Regions from separate parts of the Zea mays genome. Here region 1 is linked to region 2. Evidence: chromatin contacts called from public Hi-C data. All regions are on one chromosome and are shown on one strand. The core of a region is the stretch at or near the end of the contact, and the rest is flanking DNA. Distances in the headings are between cores, read along the strand shown.

Evidence for each region. Hi-C and Micro-C count contacts between places; a contact is called where the count stands out from the background.
Region 1: a Hi-C map of leaf shows a contact between it and region 2, with 5 times the contacts expected there. The contact joins the enhancer-like site here to the promoter of LOC541939 in region 2. A contact is called at or near these places in 5 of 25 Hi-C or Micro-C datasets (ear, endosperm, leaf and 1 more) and 1 of 3 datasets of contacts at active chromatin or transcription factors (leaf).

The regions. Positions count from the first base shown.
Region 1 is chr3:213,562,244-213,565,363 of Zm-B73-REFERENCE-NAM-5.0, reverse strand. No RefSeq gene overlaps it. Among protein-coding and RNA genes, the nearest start is that of LOC541939, 64 kb to the right of the region's middle. Within about 2 kb of position 1,308, at least 19 of the 20 cell types and tissues checked have an H3K27ac peak or open chromatin away from gene starts, as enhancers often do. A contact at or near this core is called in ear, endosperm, leaf and 1 more, where this site is marked.
Region 2 is chr3:213,497,784-213,501,170 of Zm-B73-REFERENCE-NAM-5.0, reverse strand. LOC541939 (origin recognition complex subunit 4) reads left to right here and starts at 1,407. Exons shown (of 16, transcript NM_001158375.2): 1 at 1,407-1,706; 2 at 1,866-2,032; 3 at 2,114-2,204; 4 at 2,357-2,413. The coding sequence starts at 1,920.

The sequences.
Region 1 (3,120 bases), core at 59-2,558, 64 kb before region 2:
ACCACGACCCGGCGGCTGGTTGCGCCTCGCGTCGCCTTTTTTTTCGTTGGAACGGACGCCACGGTAGTACTAGAATGGTTGAACTAATCACCGATCGACAACGCTCATTTGATTCTGTCACGATGGACCCAGTAGCTGTAGCTAGGGATGAAAGCGGTAATCGAAACTGTTAGAACAAATTTAATATTTTAAAATAGATATGCATAAAATTTAATGTTGATCTTTTCTTATGTTATCAAGCACATTAGTATAAATATGAATAAAATATTACACAAATTGTTTTATGTATTATTTGCTCCCTACAACACGAAACGTTGAAAAAAATTACCGAATTTGTTTCCGAATCCATACCGAAGTTTATATCTATTATTTGAGAAAATATAGGATGAATTTGAGGTTTACCTTTTATGAATCTTTACAAGCTGGATGTTAAAAACAAGAATACAAATTTGTATTGTAGATTCTATATCTTATTTATTCTCAATCAAAGAAAAACGACTAAAAAACTGATTACCGAATAAATACCGTTTCGACCGTTTTCATCCCTAGCTGTAGCCTACTACCACATGTCAGTATATGCGCATGGCACCAGCATCAAATCAGAATGCCGCGAAAAAAGAAGGAAGAAAGTGTTGGAGCCTCCCTATGCATCATACTCCTACGCGTTTCCCCAAAATAACAGCACCTCTCAACTAAAAATTTTAGATCTAACTAAACAGTTATAAAAAATATTTATATCTATAAATGTGTAGTAAATATCTATATCCGTGAAAATATACGTTTGTAATATTTTTAAAGATATAATCTTAATAATATTTTCTATATAGGTAACCGTCAAATTTAAAATTTCTGAGTCCTTTACAAGCGGATTGTTTGGAAAATGAGATTCTTTTCTATTTCTCTGTTTTTTCTGTAATATTCAGTTGTTATTTTATATAAAATTCCTTGGAACAAATCCTGTGCGTAAAATTCATGTGGTTCAAAGGAACCCTTGTACTGGAGATTGTATATAATATAGTTTTATAACCGCTCAAAATCCAAGTGCATATGATCAATCTTTCCGTCCGCTCTGCTGTGAGTTGTGACATGCCCTGCTCTGCTCTGCTACCGACCGGCGCCTCGTTGCCTCGAAGCCCTCATCGCTGTCATCTCATGCAGCCTGCACGACAACATCGTCTGTCGTGTTGCGTTCCGGCCGCTCTACTCCAGTCTTCAGACTCTTGTGTCACTCGTCTATAGTGCACAAGCCGCTCGCACGGACTGCACAGTCAGGACTCAGGTCTATAGTGCAGCACCATGGGCCGTAGCAGTCGGTACTGGACTACCCAGTAGCTGGGCCTCTATCGTCCACCGTCAGCTGCGGCCCTCGTCCAGTACCTTCCGCGCGCGCGCCACACAAACAAAAGAAAACTACACGAAAATGATTGCGCGCTCGTCCAAGGAGGCCTACCTCTACGCTCTCTCCCTCCTTTACCACGATGGCCCGGCCCAATAGCTCAATCTTTCTCACCTGCCGGCTGCCGCGCATCGGCATCGCTCTCCTCCGGCTGCTTCTCCGGCGGGGCGCTGCGCCTGCTCTCGTCACGTGGGCGGGGCCGTGGGCCGGCTTGCTCCACATCTTCTGAGCGGCTGCTTTCTGCATTTGGAGTCTTCAGCAAGGCAGCAACTGTGAATCCAATATATAAGCTAGGAGTATCGGTTAATTGCTTTTTTCCATTCGAGTGTATTATTAATTGCAATTTGTAATCACTGTGAAAAACTGGAGCTAAGGCAGTTAGGCAGTGAGCATTACTAAGTTTGATTTACTTATTTTATATCACTTTTTTATTATTTTAGATCTCAAACATAAAGGCGAAGAGAAGTGGTCTATTGGTTTTCAGCTCAATTCTATGAATGTTTTCAGCTATGCATTATACATTTACTATCACCACATGGAGAAGTGGTACTACTACAGTCATAGAAGTTCGCGGTACGTACGTATGTACGAGTACGAGCAATGTGGATCCACAATTTCAAATGTCCGATTCATAGAAATAAACATACCTCTTGGGGACGATAGATTCGTAGAGACAAGCATGATCCCGGACGACGTACCCCGACGTAACTTAGGTATGGAACGGTTTTCTACCCTATAAAGCAACAATTTTCTTGGCTACACATGTTTGTCGTGAACTTTTGTCTCATGTGCGTGTCTCTTTCTCTTCTTCGTATCTCGTCTACTAGTGGGCTGTTATATATGGGCCATGAGAAATCATTCAAGCCTAACATAACAGGAAGATCCACGCACACGGAGGTCTTGTTGGGGCGAATACGAAGACGCTACCCTTCGCTCGATGCATTCGTCGCCTCGCTACACCAACGAAGACCGTGCCCGAGCGAGCCAAGGGCGCCGGTCAGATGAGGACCGGCGTGGTCGCCCTTCGTCCTCTCCATTGCAAGACGAAGGGAAGGCTCTGACGAAGTCTGCTAGTCCCACGTCTTCATCGTGTCCGGAGGCCCATGTGGGATTCGGTCCACTGTAACGGGCCCCGCGCGGATAAGCATGTTACGAGCCTCATCCATAATAGCCTTTTCTGTAATAACGGTCTGTAACCTCATCTTGTGGGAATATTATGAGGATAGTCTGGGTACCCGAGGGCATAAATGTCCTTGCCAGAGGACAGTGGACACTCGGGTGCCTATAAATACCCCCGTACAGTGCCCTTGAGATGCCAGATTAACAGAGCTATTGCCATTCCCCGTTAAACTTTGCAAACTCACTCTCCACTTTCCCGTTGGATCTACTTGCCCAGAAAAGCAAGTACCAACGTTTGGCGCCCACCGTTCGTGCTACGAACAAACAACCCGCGATGGCACCCAAGCGAGCTAGTTCGAAGGCAGCCCCATCTATCGACGAAGCAGCGAAGGCAGCGCTGTTGGCTGAGAAAAAAGCAAGGCCCTCGCGGACAACACCCCCCAAGAAGCCTCCGAAGACGAAGCTGTCAGCAAAAGATAACGTCAAGAGCACCCCACCCCCGAAGGCACCCTACGGACTTGCAGCTCCGGAGGACTTCCGCAAGCACCACCTCCAGGCTTCGCTCCACCAGAGGGCGAAGACGCAATAGAAGACGACGAAGTCAT
Region 2 (3,387 bases), core at 158-2,657:
CATCCGGCCAGCTCCGCCGGAGGGGCAATGATGGCGCTCCACGAGCTCTATGACGACGGCGGCCCCCAGCTCTCTTACGGAAGCAGGACGACGTCAGCAGGGACTCGACCGCTCCAACAGCTGTCCCTCCGCCAAGCTCCGCTGCACCTCCGACAGCCACGACATCACGCCAGCAGGGTGCCCAGATCTCTCCGGCTGCCACATTGGCATGTACCTAGGGCGCTAGCTCTCCCTCCGCTAGACACGTAGCACTCTGCTACACCCCCCATTGTACACCTGGATCCTCTCCTTACGACTATAAAAGGGAGGACCAGGGCCTTCTCAGAAAAGGTTGGCCGCGCGGGACCGAGGACGGGACAGGCGCTCTCTTGGGGCCGCTCGCTTCCCTCACCCGCGTGGACGCTTGTAACCCCCCTACTGCAAGCGCACCCGACCTGGGCGCGGGACGAACACGAAGGCCGCGGGACTTCCACCTCTCTCACGCTCGACTCCGGCCACCTCGCCTCTCCCCCCTTCGCGCTCGCCCACGCGCTCGACCCATCTGGGCTGGGGCACGCAGCACACTCACTCGTCGGCTTAGGGACCCCCCTGTCTCGAAACGCCGACAATACCTTTCTCACTTCTCTTCACCAGGATTTGCATTATGCTCACTACTAAGTCCAAAAGCCACTTTTCTTCGCAAAGGAGCTAGAAGCAAATCAAAGGTGCAAGAAACATAGTATAATGCATGTGCAACTTATTTAAGTACTTAAACCTCATGTTTTTGTAGCTTTACTCAAAGTTGCACTTTTGGCCTTTCAATTCAATTAATTTGGACTCCTTATCTTTAATTTGCTTTCTCTAAACATGTGCGCATGCTCATATCAAGAGTGTTAGTTTAAAGTGGTGTGTTGGACATTTAATCACCAAAACAACTAGAAATGACGCAAGAGCACATTTCCTTTCATCTTCATCACATGCTTCATTCAAGATGTCTGGCATTCAAATGAAGTCATTTCAAGATTCTCTAGAATTTTATCAACACACAGGCGGCGATGGATGAGATGAGAAGAGGAGCACGGATGAGGAATGAAGAACTCAAGAGGAACCCTACCAACACTTTCGAGAAGAAGACTGGGATCCATTTTCGATAACGGGATAGCGAGTAGATACCACTAGGTTATGGTACTGTTTGGAAGTAACTTAGTTTTAAAGAAAACATTTTTTATTTTTTAGTTAGGAAGGATAACTTTTTGGTTTTTAAGAAACTGTGAATCCAATTTCTATAAACTGATGTATAAACTGATATGTTTAAAACCATCTCAATTTTTATAAATTAATTTTTTAAAAACTATGTGGTTCGAAACAAGCTCTACATCTCACACGGGTACCAAAAGACGAAGGCAGTCTTCGAGCAGCGTCGTTCCAAAAAGAAAAAAGAAAAACTCAGCCGCCGGCCGCTGCCCCTCTCGGCTGCACGACGTCCGTGAGGGCGTGCCCCCTGGCCCCGTCCCTTGTCGCCTGCCCGCCGGTGCCCGCACAGGCTGCCAGTGCCATACTGCCATCCCTCCGTCCGGCCGTCTGCCCAGGCTGCCTGCCCGGCGCCCTGGCCTCCCGGTCGCTGGCTCTCTGCCCAGGCGCCAGGCCGCAGGTCCCACCGCCCCAGACCACCCGCGAACCAGTCCGCTGCAGGCTGCAGGCCACCGTCCCTCCAGTTCGCCGGTCAGGTTAGTGAACTGAAGTCCAGTACTTCTCCTCCCGTATGGTTTAGATCTTGTTGAGTTTAAATCTGTCAGTTCCTGTGTTGATGTAAGTTGATGTTGTCTACTTGTCTAGTCCTATTGCTCGAGATGTATGCTGATGCACAATGTTTCTCCATTGTTCAGATTATTAACCATTCAGATACCCCAGCTCCGCCTAGACGCGAATCCTCCGCCACTATGGTGGCAGCGGTGTCCCTGCCGAGCCAAGCACAGGCCGTGCTTCGGAGCCGGCTCTGCGACCCGGTCTTCATCCACTCCGCCCTCAGTAGCTCCCTGGACACTAATTACAGGTGAGCCGAATCGATACCTGTACCGGCCGCGTAGCTCGCCGGAAGCAATTTTGCTAATCGGCCTCCTTTTGAGCTGGGCAGCAAGCTGAAGTACCTCGTCGCCAGCTCGGTCTCCGAGGCCTGCAACAATTCTGTCCTCCTCTTGGGTCCCCGCGGGTGTGGAAAAGCAGCGGTGGGGTCCCTTAACTGGTTGCATATCCTTTTCTGATTGCTGCAGCGCATGCTGTTTGATGAAATGCGCAAGTCTGCAATTGCAGATTCGCACTCTGTAGTGCAGTGTGGAACTGTAGTTTACTTTTTGTTTGAGAGTTTATGTTTTTGCAGGTGGTCGACATGGTTCTTGATGATCTGAAGGAGGAGCACCCAGATGCGATTTCCGTGGTATGGGTGCGATGCAACATTTTGTTCAGTTCAAGTATCACTAGAAATATGTGCCAATTAATTATGCAAATGATAAGTGATGACTCGCTTAAACTTCACAGACAAACTTCTGCTGTGAAAGCAGTATCCAGTGTCACTGATTGATGCCGCATTTTAGCGAAGCCACATGTTGGCACGTGCATTTTTCCAAATATCTCCATATGCACTGGGCTAGAACACCTTTCTGTGCATAAGTACTGACTAGCTTCCCCCATCCCAGTGACAACATTTCGACTTTTCATGCTATTAGAAAGACCTCTTTGATCAAGGATCTTTAGGGAAAGAAGAGACTAGGAAAGGTGGAAGATGGAATGGGAATGCCCTTTTGTTACAACTGTGTGGATCTTAGGCATCACACTCAAATGCATTCTTACCAGAATTACAGATAAATAAATAAATTGTGTCCTATTGTTAATTGGTAACTGTATGGTGTCAGGGCCTAAGGAGGTCCAAGGAGGGGCTGCAGTAGCAGCAGCCATGGGCCCTCCCTTAGTAACCGGGAACTGGGAACTTGGCCACTGTCGGAGAGCAAATCTCCGGCCGGGTGGTGGAGTGCACCCGCCCTAAATCCTAAGATGAGGAGGGGCCTAGACGTTTTGTTTGTTAGTCGGGAAAACGGGAAGAACACAAGAACACACAAGGATTTAGAGTGGTTCGGGCCGCCGGAGCGTAACACCCTACTCCACCGTGTGATGTATTGTTTGAGAGCTTGTATGAACTTGTGAGTGTCTGAGTGAGCCTAAGATTGGATCTTTTTTGTAACGTCGCATGCCTCCCCTTTTATTGCCGAAGGGGGGCATGCACAAAGGTACTGGGCCCTGACATGTGGGCCCAGGGACATAAAGAATATAGCACTTGTTGTTACAAATGTTTGCTGCTGGAGCAATCTTCTTGTGCCCTGACATCCGAGATCTGTGTATCCTCGGCGTGCAGGG